2 separate regions of the Mus musculus genome follow, and region 2 is linked to region 1. The links are chromatin contacts, called in public promoter capture Hi-C maps. All regions are on one chromosome and are shown on one strand. Each heading gives the region's core, a stretch centred on a gene start, on an enhancer-like site or on the middle of the called end of the contact. The rest is flanking DNA. Distances are from core to core; before and after follow the strand shown. Region 1 holds the start of Polh (polymerase (DNA directed), eta (RAD 30 related)). Region 2 holds the start of Med20 (mediator complex subunit 20).

Region 1 (4,308 bases), core at 1,178-3,677:
AACAAAGCCATTCTTCTAATTCTTTCCAAACAGTTCTACTAAGGACCAAGTATTCAGACATACAAGTCTACGGGTCTGTTTTCACCCAAACTACCACAGTGCCTAACAATGGACTTAGCATCATCCATCACGGAGAAATGAAAATTAAAACCAGAGAACAAAACACCAACAATGTACATCACTACGGGGAGAGGACCAAGGAGTATTCTAGTTGATTGGCAGATCTCAAACATAGATTTAGGGAAAAGAGAAGAAAATGTTCTGTATCAATCAACCTCAGAGTGAAAATATTCAGGAAAAAAAAGCATGCAATGAAAGCACCTGGACACTTCCCATCATTCTCTAAAAGATACAAGTTATCTATTCACACAGTTCCAGGTGTTACAATTTGGAGTATTTGGGGAGTGTTGCTCAACTTTAGAGCTCTTTCCTAGCATTCTCAAGTCCACAACTTTAAACCTTAGCAAGTGTCTCTGTGTGCATGTCTACGTATGTAATGGCATAAATTGGTCATATGCCAGGAAGGGCATCCTGGAATCTGGAAATTCCAAATTATTCTGTGAATTTGGAAAGATAATAAATATATGTAATATCATAGCATTCATGAAGAGTTGGGGGTGTCGGTGAGACAGGGTCTCCCTGAGTAGCTCTAGCTACCCTGTAACTCACTCTGTAGACCAAACTGCCTCCTGAGTACTGGGGCTAAAGGTGTGTGCCACCATAAAAAGCAAATTTCAAATCTTGAAATACTTTTTAGAAACATTTGGCTATGGAGCATGGTGGCACAGATCTTAAGTTCTAGCACTCAAGAGGCTAAGACAAAAAGGTTTGAAGTTCAAGGCCAGACTGGGTTACATAGAAAGTAGGAAGAAAACACAGACACACATAAATGAAGAAGATAATCTAACACTATGTAAATATCCCGTTTCTCTGCAAATTTTCAATAACTATGCAACTATGAATAGATCCGACCTGTGAGGACTACTTTGTGATGTTTAGTGATTTTCTATTTGTGCAATTTCTTTTTTTGTTTTCAAGAATGGTTCTGAATGCCATGTAGTCCAAATCGGCCTCAAAACTTGCTCTGCATCCAAGGATGAGCCCCGAGCTGCTTGCTCCTCCCACCAAACGCTGAGATGACGCAGACAGTCTTAAAGGCTCTCGAGACAATTCCAATGTGCAGTAGCTTTGCATACCAATGGCCTATCACAAATAATACTTTACAGAAACACAGGAAATTCATGATTTAAATACAAGAAACAGGTTATACAGATGAGTGAGCTAGCACCCAACTGTAACTTTAAACAGTTATTTTTCAAATAAACAATCACATTGAAAACAGTGCCAAGCAACTACTACTACAAAGCTGCAAAATTACTGTAAAGAAAATAATTAAGAAGATACTGAATGTTCAAAGCATTAACACCTTACAAATCTCGCCCCTCACCTAAAACAAAATGATCGTACGTTTAGAAACCTTTTACACTTAAGTCAGGCGTCCTTGTGCTCTGGCGTGGCTTTTCTGTAGTACTGGAACAGATAAAGCTAGAAGGTGGCAAATGTATTGTCGCAATCAATACAGGATAAGTACCATATTCAATATAAATATCAGAGGTAAAACTGGAAGCGAAGCTGTGATTTAAGGGCAACAATTTACTAAGTGGAAAAACACCTCCTAAAACATATGCAGGATAAGAGATGATACAGCCTTAAGTCTTTTATGTGTTCCTTTCGTACTTTTATGTATTGGCAAAGTCTGCACAATGCCAAAACGTAAAAGACTACGTAAATTTGGGATGGGTTTTGTTTCGTGAGGCAGGGTCTCACTTTGCAGCTCAGTCTGGCCTCAAACTGGAAGCAATCCTCCTGCCTCAGCCTCCCAGAGGTATAGTTGGGATGCGTTTTCCAACATCTCAGTTCATCCCATTCTGTACAAAAGCACGTTTGGGAGTCGGTCGTGTAGTAAGACGCACGAGAAAATATGGACCAGTGAAGAGGAAGGTTTAAAAATTACAAGAAAAACTCTTTCTACAAGAAAACTCTCCTTAGAGACACTCTTAGAGCCTTCTCTCCCAGTAAGCATGCTTTTCATTTCGGCCCAGTCACCCCCAAGTAAAAGCGACAGCCAAGGCTTCAAAAGCCATCCGATATAGCGATCCCGAGCCGTGTTTTAATGTCCTTACCAAGGCGACACCTGTCAAAACTGCCAAGAGCGAAGCTGCGGGCTCCGGGCGGAGTCCAATGACAGCGTCTAGATGTCGTCGTCGCCTTCCCAGGAGCAAGTGAGTGTAATCTGATAACACAGATCCGAGTAGGTAGCCCTAGGCTCCCGCCGAGCCAACAGCCCTTCCAGCCTGCAGGTTTACGCCCCACAGCAAGCCCAGAGGAAATTTGGAGTTCAGCACCGCGCGCGCCGCGAGGGACGGTTGACGCGCCTGCGCACCGCGGAACTTCCGTTCCCCAGCCCCGCCCCGCCAGGCGCGGCCGTCACCCGAAGCGGCCACTTCCGCGCGCGCATGCGCCGTGGCGGCTCCGGCGCATGCGCAGCGCTGGGTTCTTCCCAGCTCCAACTTCTGGGACTCACGCTCCTCCCTCCCGTTTCCCCACCCCCAGCCCGCCGCGGCCCGGTATCAACGTGTGGTCCCGCCAGGGGAACTGTGCGTAACCTCGTGCTCCCGGGACGCCGGTGGGGTTCCCGGCTCTAGCCATGGAGATGGAGCAAGTGAACGCGCTGTGCGAGGAGCTAGTGAAAGCGGTGACGGTCATGATGGACCCCAGCTCTACCCAGCGCTACCGGCTGGAAGCCCTCAAGGTAGCTGGGGTCCTGGCGGCCTGGGCCTGCCCCGAGAACCCTATCCCAGGCTTCCCTCACGGCCTCTCCAAACTCAGTTTGTCTCCTGCCTATGCGGCCTTTGATCTTCCCACTGCCCGTGGGGAGGGTGGCTTCTGGTCGCGGCCCTCACCTCCTCCCACTTGAGTCTTTTCTTGCCTGCGCGCTTGCCTTTGCATCACACGCAAGGGTCCCTAACTGTTGCACATCTCCTCGCCATGTCTCAGTGGCTTTTTTGCCCACTCCTCACTTCTCTTCACTCTAGATCACACCGCGGTCTCCACCCACGCAGGCTGTGCCGGCTCTGACGCCGGGGCAAACCCCACATTCCCTGGCGTTCCGGGAGCGCACGTGCAAATTCCTGCCCCAGTGCCACCTTCATTCTTCCCTGCTGATCACTCCAGACTTGTGCTGATTCTAGATCCCCGTGTGTCCATTTTCTTACATCCTTACATACCTCTATCTTTCGAGTCTTGGCCATCTCTGGGCTAATTTGTGACGCTCCTTCCTCGTTTATACCTGTGAGATAGTCTCCGGCTGTTTTTGCGCGAAGACGAGCTTTACCACCGGCTTTGCATTTATTTGCACCGGGGCACTTTGGTTTCCTGGAAGTAATTCTCTTGCGTCCCGGGTGCTCTCTGCGCCAGGGTCTAGTTCAGCTTTTGCTATTTGGGAACGCTAATACCTTCAACAGAGCTTCTCTCTATTAGAGTAAGCGCCAACATATAGATGTATGTGGCACAGGATTTGGAATCAAACAACTCTGTTTGCTTTGTCTTTGATTGTGAAGAATTTTACATAGGCAAAGAAACAGAGCACCAGAGTGATCCCGAATAGGCCTGTGACCTAAACTCAGATGATACACAGATTTGCTTGTTCACTGACTCCTCCTGGCACCCTTAGTTTTGAAAGCTAATTCTAGGGGTTGACATTCAACTTGTATGGGTATATCTCTAGCATTTTTTTTTGTACTCTCTTAGATCCAGTTTAGTATTAACATGACTAATATCTAAATGGAGAGTGTCAGTATTACTAATCTAGATTTTCGCATCTTAAAAATACAGCTAAAAGGACAGCAGGTAACCCCTGCTACTGGGAAGACTAAGGCAGGGGATACAAAGTCAGGCAGCTATCAGAGTGACTTAGTAAGACCTCCTCTCTCAGACAAAGTAAGCAGAAGAGCCCTGGGAGATGGCATAGAGGGTGGAGCTTTTGGTGCCTGTTTATGGCTGAGGACTGGAATCCAGGTGGAGGGGAGGAAGAGACTGATAAAATAAATCCCTGAGTGGACTCACCAGCCCGTCTAGGCAAATCCTGAGCTCTGGGTTCTCAAAACAGCAGAGAGAAAGACATTCAACTTCAGCTTCTGCCTTCCACTCAAATGTGCAGCTCCATCATCCATGAACATCTGTGTGAAAACACTGCACGCACGCACACACACACCCACCAAAGGGAGAAAACTGAGAATGTAGTGTGGT
Region 2 (4,308 bases), core at 779-3,278, 1.4 Mb after region 1:
AGTGCTGGGATTAAAGGCGTGCGCCACCACTGCCCTGCTTGGACGCAATCTTACTAGAGTTAGATACTAGTATTCAACTTGGAGATGTCAGGTAGACCACTGGATATAAAGATGTGAGCTTTCTTGGACGAACTCTGAGGGAGAAAAAACTGGAAGTAGCTGTCAAACAAATGGCCTCAAAGTGAAATTCCCTGACGACACCACAGAAGGACCGTCAAACCTTGTCTTGGTCACCCAGCAAGTTCAAGTCCAGCCTGAACAACTTAACGAGACTCAGTCTCAGAGTTAAAAAAAAAAAGTTATTTTAAGGGCAGGTGTGGTGTCACCCACCTATCATGCCACCACATGGAAAACAGAGGCAAGATCAGGAGTTCAAGGTCAGCCTCCCCTACAGCATTAGATGCCATCCCAGGCTCCATGAGCCCTTACTTTAAAAAAAACTAAAAGAAACAGAAAAAGCTGCTGTAGGCCCAAAACCATGTTCAAATGTGTCAATATTGCTTTTTAGGAGAAATAAGAATGGAAGATTAAGCAACTGGGAGGTGAACAACAATTCCTCCCCAGTGAGACAGGTGGCAGTACCCACCCCTCTTCCCCCTTTTAGCCCGTAAACAATACTGTTTCCCCTCCCCTGTCGCTGGGACAGGGACAGTCCCCACTTGCTTTTCAGGTCTTATTCGAAGGACATGAAATCTGGGATACCCACCATGTAGAATTAATGTTCATCTGCTTTTTTGTTTAAATAGAAATATCATCACTTTTTTCCTCTCTCTTGAGAGACAGGGCTCGTTAATCTGAAATTTACTATATAGCCAAGAAGGTCTTCTGCCTTGCTTCTCGAGTGCTGGGATTACAGGTGAGCCTCGCCACTCCTGCTTGGAATATGTAACTCTATTTAATGGGTGCCTTGAGCTAGACTTCCGGTGTTATCAGGAGGAACGAATATCTTATTTCTGTATCAAAACTGCCTAAAAACTTAACACAGCTCAAAACATTATGCAGGCAGTCCACAAATACTTCAAACGCCCAGAGGATAAATAAATAAATGCTAGACCACCAGGTGGTGGTGGTACCCGCCTTTACTTGGGAGGCAGAGGCAGGCAGCTTTATGAGTTCGAGGCCAGCCTGGTCTACAAAGTGAGTTCCAGGACAGCCAGGGCTATACAGAGAAACCCTGTCTCGAAAAAAACCTAAAATAAAATAATGCTAGAACTGGTGTGAGAGATCACTTTTCGTTGGCTTAACTCTGAATTCTGGAATTCAGGAGTGGAAGTGGAGGAACACGCCGGTAAAGTATTCTGATGGGGTGTCAGACCGGCCCAACTCACGACTCCACCCCTTGTCACTCACCCAGCCGCGTGGCGCGCTCTCGCGGTGGTGCTGACCGATCACCAGCCCCATGGTCAGTTTCGAGCTCCTCCTGCTGTTGTCTGGCTTGCTGCAAAATCCGTCTGCTTAGCCGGGGTCCCACATACTCTTCCTCCTCTTCGACCTCACGCCCCCGCCGTTTTTCTCGGGTCCCCGCGCGCACTGCGTTCCCAGCCAGGATCTGCTCGGCCAGAGGTGCATGCTTCTCCCGATTGCTGGCCCCACGTGTCACCTTGAATTTGGGCATTTTGGCCGAAAAAATTGCCCACCAGGTTCACACGTGTGAAGCCGGCTAAAAAGCCGATACTGCGCTTGCGCTGTGTGTTCCGATCGCCAAGAGGCCACTGAGAGATCACAGTGCCCCCCAGCGTTAGGAGGCCGGAAGTTCCTCATCTATTACTCTCAGGAAGAGCTTCGGGACCTATAGCAGGAGCCCCCAAATTCTCAGGTAATCTCATTAGAAAGGTGGATGTCCAAGTCACCCTTTTCCAGAATTCATGAAAGTAGCCTAGGGCGTCCTGTCAACCCGTTGGACGCCTTGGGGGCGGAGCCGAGTCGATGACGTTCTAGAAATGTCACCACTGGGTACCAGAGATGGCGCTCCCTGTGGGCGTGTCGCCGCGGCGCTCAGTATTTGCGCATTTCCGGCGGTCGATCAACGACTGCTTCCTGTGTTTAGGGGGCCGCCGTTCGCGTGAAGGTCTGGAGTCTCTGAGTTCGAGGGTTTGGAGGCGCCACCTTTTGATCCTTCGCTATGGGAGTGACGTGGTAGGACTTGAAGGGCTTCTGTGGTGACGGAGCATATAGGGTCGTGAAGGTGTCTGTGGGCCTGTGATGGCCCGGGGAAAGGGATTTTGACCGAGGTTCTCGGTTCCTCGGGGGGCTGACCAAGATGTCTTCCGGTTGTGTGGATGGGGGACACTGCGTGGGACTTCTCTCTTCCCAGACACACCCCTTTGGCAAAGGGAGCAGCGCATCCCTAGGACCCGCCAGGAGTTGTACCTTTTTCTTGGTACCTCTTCCTGTCCTTGAGGCCTTGTAGTGTCGCTACTAGCACCCAAAGGTTAGAAATAGGGTTTCTAGATTAGGAGTTGTTCGCAGAAAGGGATAAGAGTGGCGCGAGGAGAAAGTGACTTTTCTATTTTGCTTGCAGTTACAGACTTTGAATTGGCCATTTTAAGGTGTTGGGGCTAGTGACAGAGGTAGGAGGAAAGGAGCGGTTGGGAGTTTGGAGTTCGGAGTACCAGGCAGAGACAATTTTTCGAGCTGGGTGTCTCACTGTGTAGGCTTGGGAGGCCCGGAACTCACTCTGTAGAACAGGCTGGACTCGAATTCACAGAGATCCACCTGCCTCTCTCTGCCTCTCAAGCGCACGGATGAAACGGACGCGAGCCACCATCGCCTGGGCTTCAGACAGTTTTGATTGACTTTTATCTTAAACATGTTTGAAGTCTCACTTGATAAAAAGGCAGTTGGTAAGGTTTGGGCACCGTGCTTTTCTGGGTATTAATTTTAAAGTACTCGGCCTCAGCACTTAAAAGTCTTGGTAGTGGTGTGCTTCTTTCCAGTTAAAGAAGCTTGGAGGCCAGGGGCCACAGGTCTGCCCTGTGAAAGGAAGGCTCTTGCCACAGTTGACACTAGGAGCCTCATCTCATACTTCTACCCTACTGTAAAGAATGCCTGTGAGCAATGAAGACAGATCACAGCAGAGTCATTTAGAGTTCAGTTTCCCTGTTTGCAGTAAGTTGATACAGGACAGGGCCTTTCCTGGGGCCTTTGGAAGAGTCAGGCAATCCATCTGAGGGCTGATGCCTTTGATTCCAACATTTGGGAGGCAGAGTCAGGCAAGTTTCTGTGAATTCCAGGCCAGCCTGGTCTACCAAGTGAGTTCCAGGAACTCTTGGGGACTGATGGGTGGGGATCAGAGATGTCTAAGTAACTCCTAGCCCTGCTGATCCGTTACCTGTTGGGGAATTGAGTGGCTTAGCCAGAAGCTCTGTGTCTCTGGACCCTGCTGACTTGGCGTTGTGTTTCTCAGTGTGTCCCAGATGCCTGTGGCTGAGGGCAAGAGTCTCCAGCAGACAGTGGAGCTCCTCACCAAGAAACTGGAGATGCTTGGAGCAGAGAAACAAGGGACATTTTGTGTGGACTGTGAGACTTACCACACAGCTGCCTCTACCCTGGGCAGCCAAGGTCAGTAGATGGCTGAGAGCAGATGGGAGGAGCATGGCTTAGAGTATTTACGTTAATGGATCTGCTTGCTTTTCTGTCAAGGGTAGCGGTCCTGACTGAGGCAGGATGTGTTTGTGGCCTCATTCGTTCTTGGTCCATCTTATATTATGGTGGTCAGTTTGCAGTTTGATCTATTTGTTTAAAGATTTGTTTTTATTTTCAAATGTGTGTGTGTACAAGCACTTGTGCCCCTGTGTGTGGCTATATGCACACAAGTGTGGGTGCTTATGGAGGCTAGAGGTATCAGATCCTCTGGAGCTAGAGTCACAGGTAGTTATGAGCTTTCTGCTGATATGGGTACTGGGAACTAAACTTGGGTTCAAGGCCAGCCTAGGCTAGAGACTGAGAACCTTTCTTAGGAAACAAGAATTGTACACAATAACGGGAAGCACTTACTTCATTAAAGAATAGTGTTGGGGCTGAAGCAGCTCAGCAGTTGAGAACACTGGCTGGTTTTCTAGAAGCCAGGGTTTCATTCCCAGAGCCCATATGGCAGCTCACAGTTTTTGACTCTAGTCCTAGGGAATCCAGTGCCCAGTGCCCATAGTCTCTGGATACACTGTAGCTATACAGATGGTTGTGAGTCTTCATGTGGTTGTTGGGAATTGAATTTAGGACCTCTGCTCCGGTCGGCCGTGCTTGCTCAGGTCCAAAGATTTATTTATTAAGTACACTGTTACTGTCTTCAGACACACCAGAAGAGGGCAT

What was found. Capture Hi-C pulls out chosen DNA fragments and counts their contacts.
Region 2: a promoter capture Hi-C map of liver shows a contact between it and region 1, with 2.7 times the contacts expected there. The contact joins the promoter of Med20 here to the promoter of Polh in region 1. A contact is called at or near these places in 1 of 39 promoter capture datasets (liver), 1 of 115 datasets of contacts at active chromatin or transcription factors (astrocytes) and 2 of 9 other capture datasets (adipose tissue and liver).

What each region holds. Positions count from the first base shown.
Region 1 is chr17:46,200,214-46,204,521 of GRCm38.p6, forward strand. Polh (polymerase (DNA directed), eta (RAD 30 related)) reads right to left here and starts at 2,428. Exons shown (of 11, transcript NM_030715.4): 1 at 2,184-2,428. Xpo5 (exportin 5) reads left to right here and starts at 2,598. Exons shown (of 32, transcript NM_028198.3): 1 at 2,598-2,812. The coding sequence starts at 2,708.
Region 2 is chr17:47,609,557-47,613,864 of GRCm38.p6, forward strand. Med20 (mediator complex subunit 20) reads left to right here and starts at 2,029. Exons shown (of 4, transcript NM_020048.4): 1 at 2,029-2,136; 2 at 3,407-3,561. The coding sequence starts at 2,123. Bysl (bystin-like) reads right to left here and starts at 1,936. Exons shown (of 7, transcript NM_016859.3): 1 at 1,351-1,936. The coding sequence starts at 1,615. Gm20517 (predicted gene 20517) reads left to right here and starts at 2,029. Exons shown (of 9, transcript NR_157366.1): 1 at 2,029-2,136; 2 at 3,407-3,561.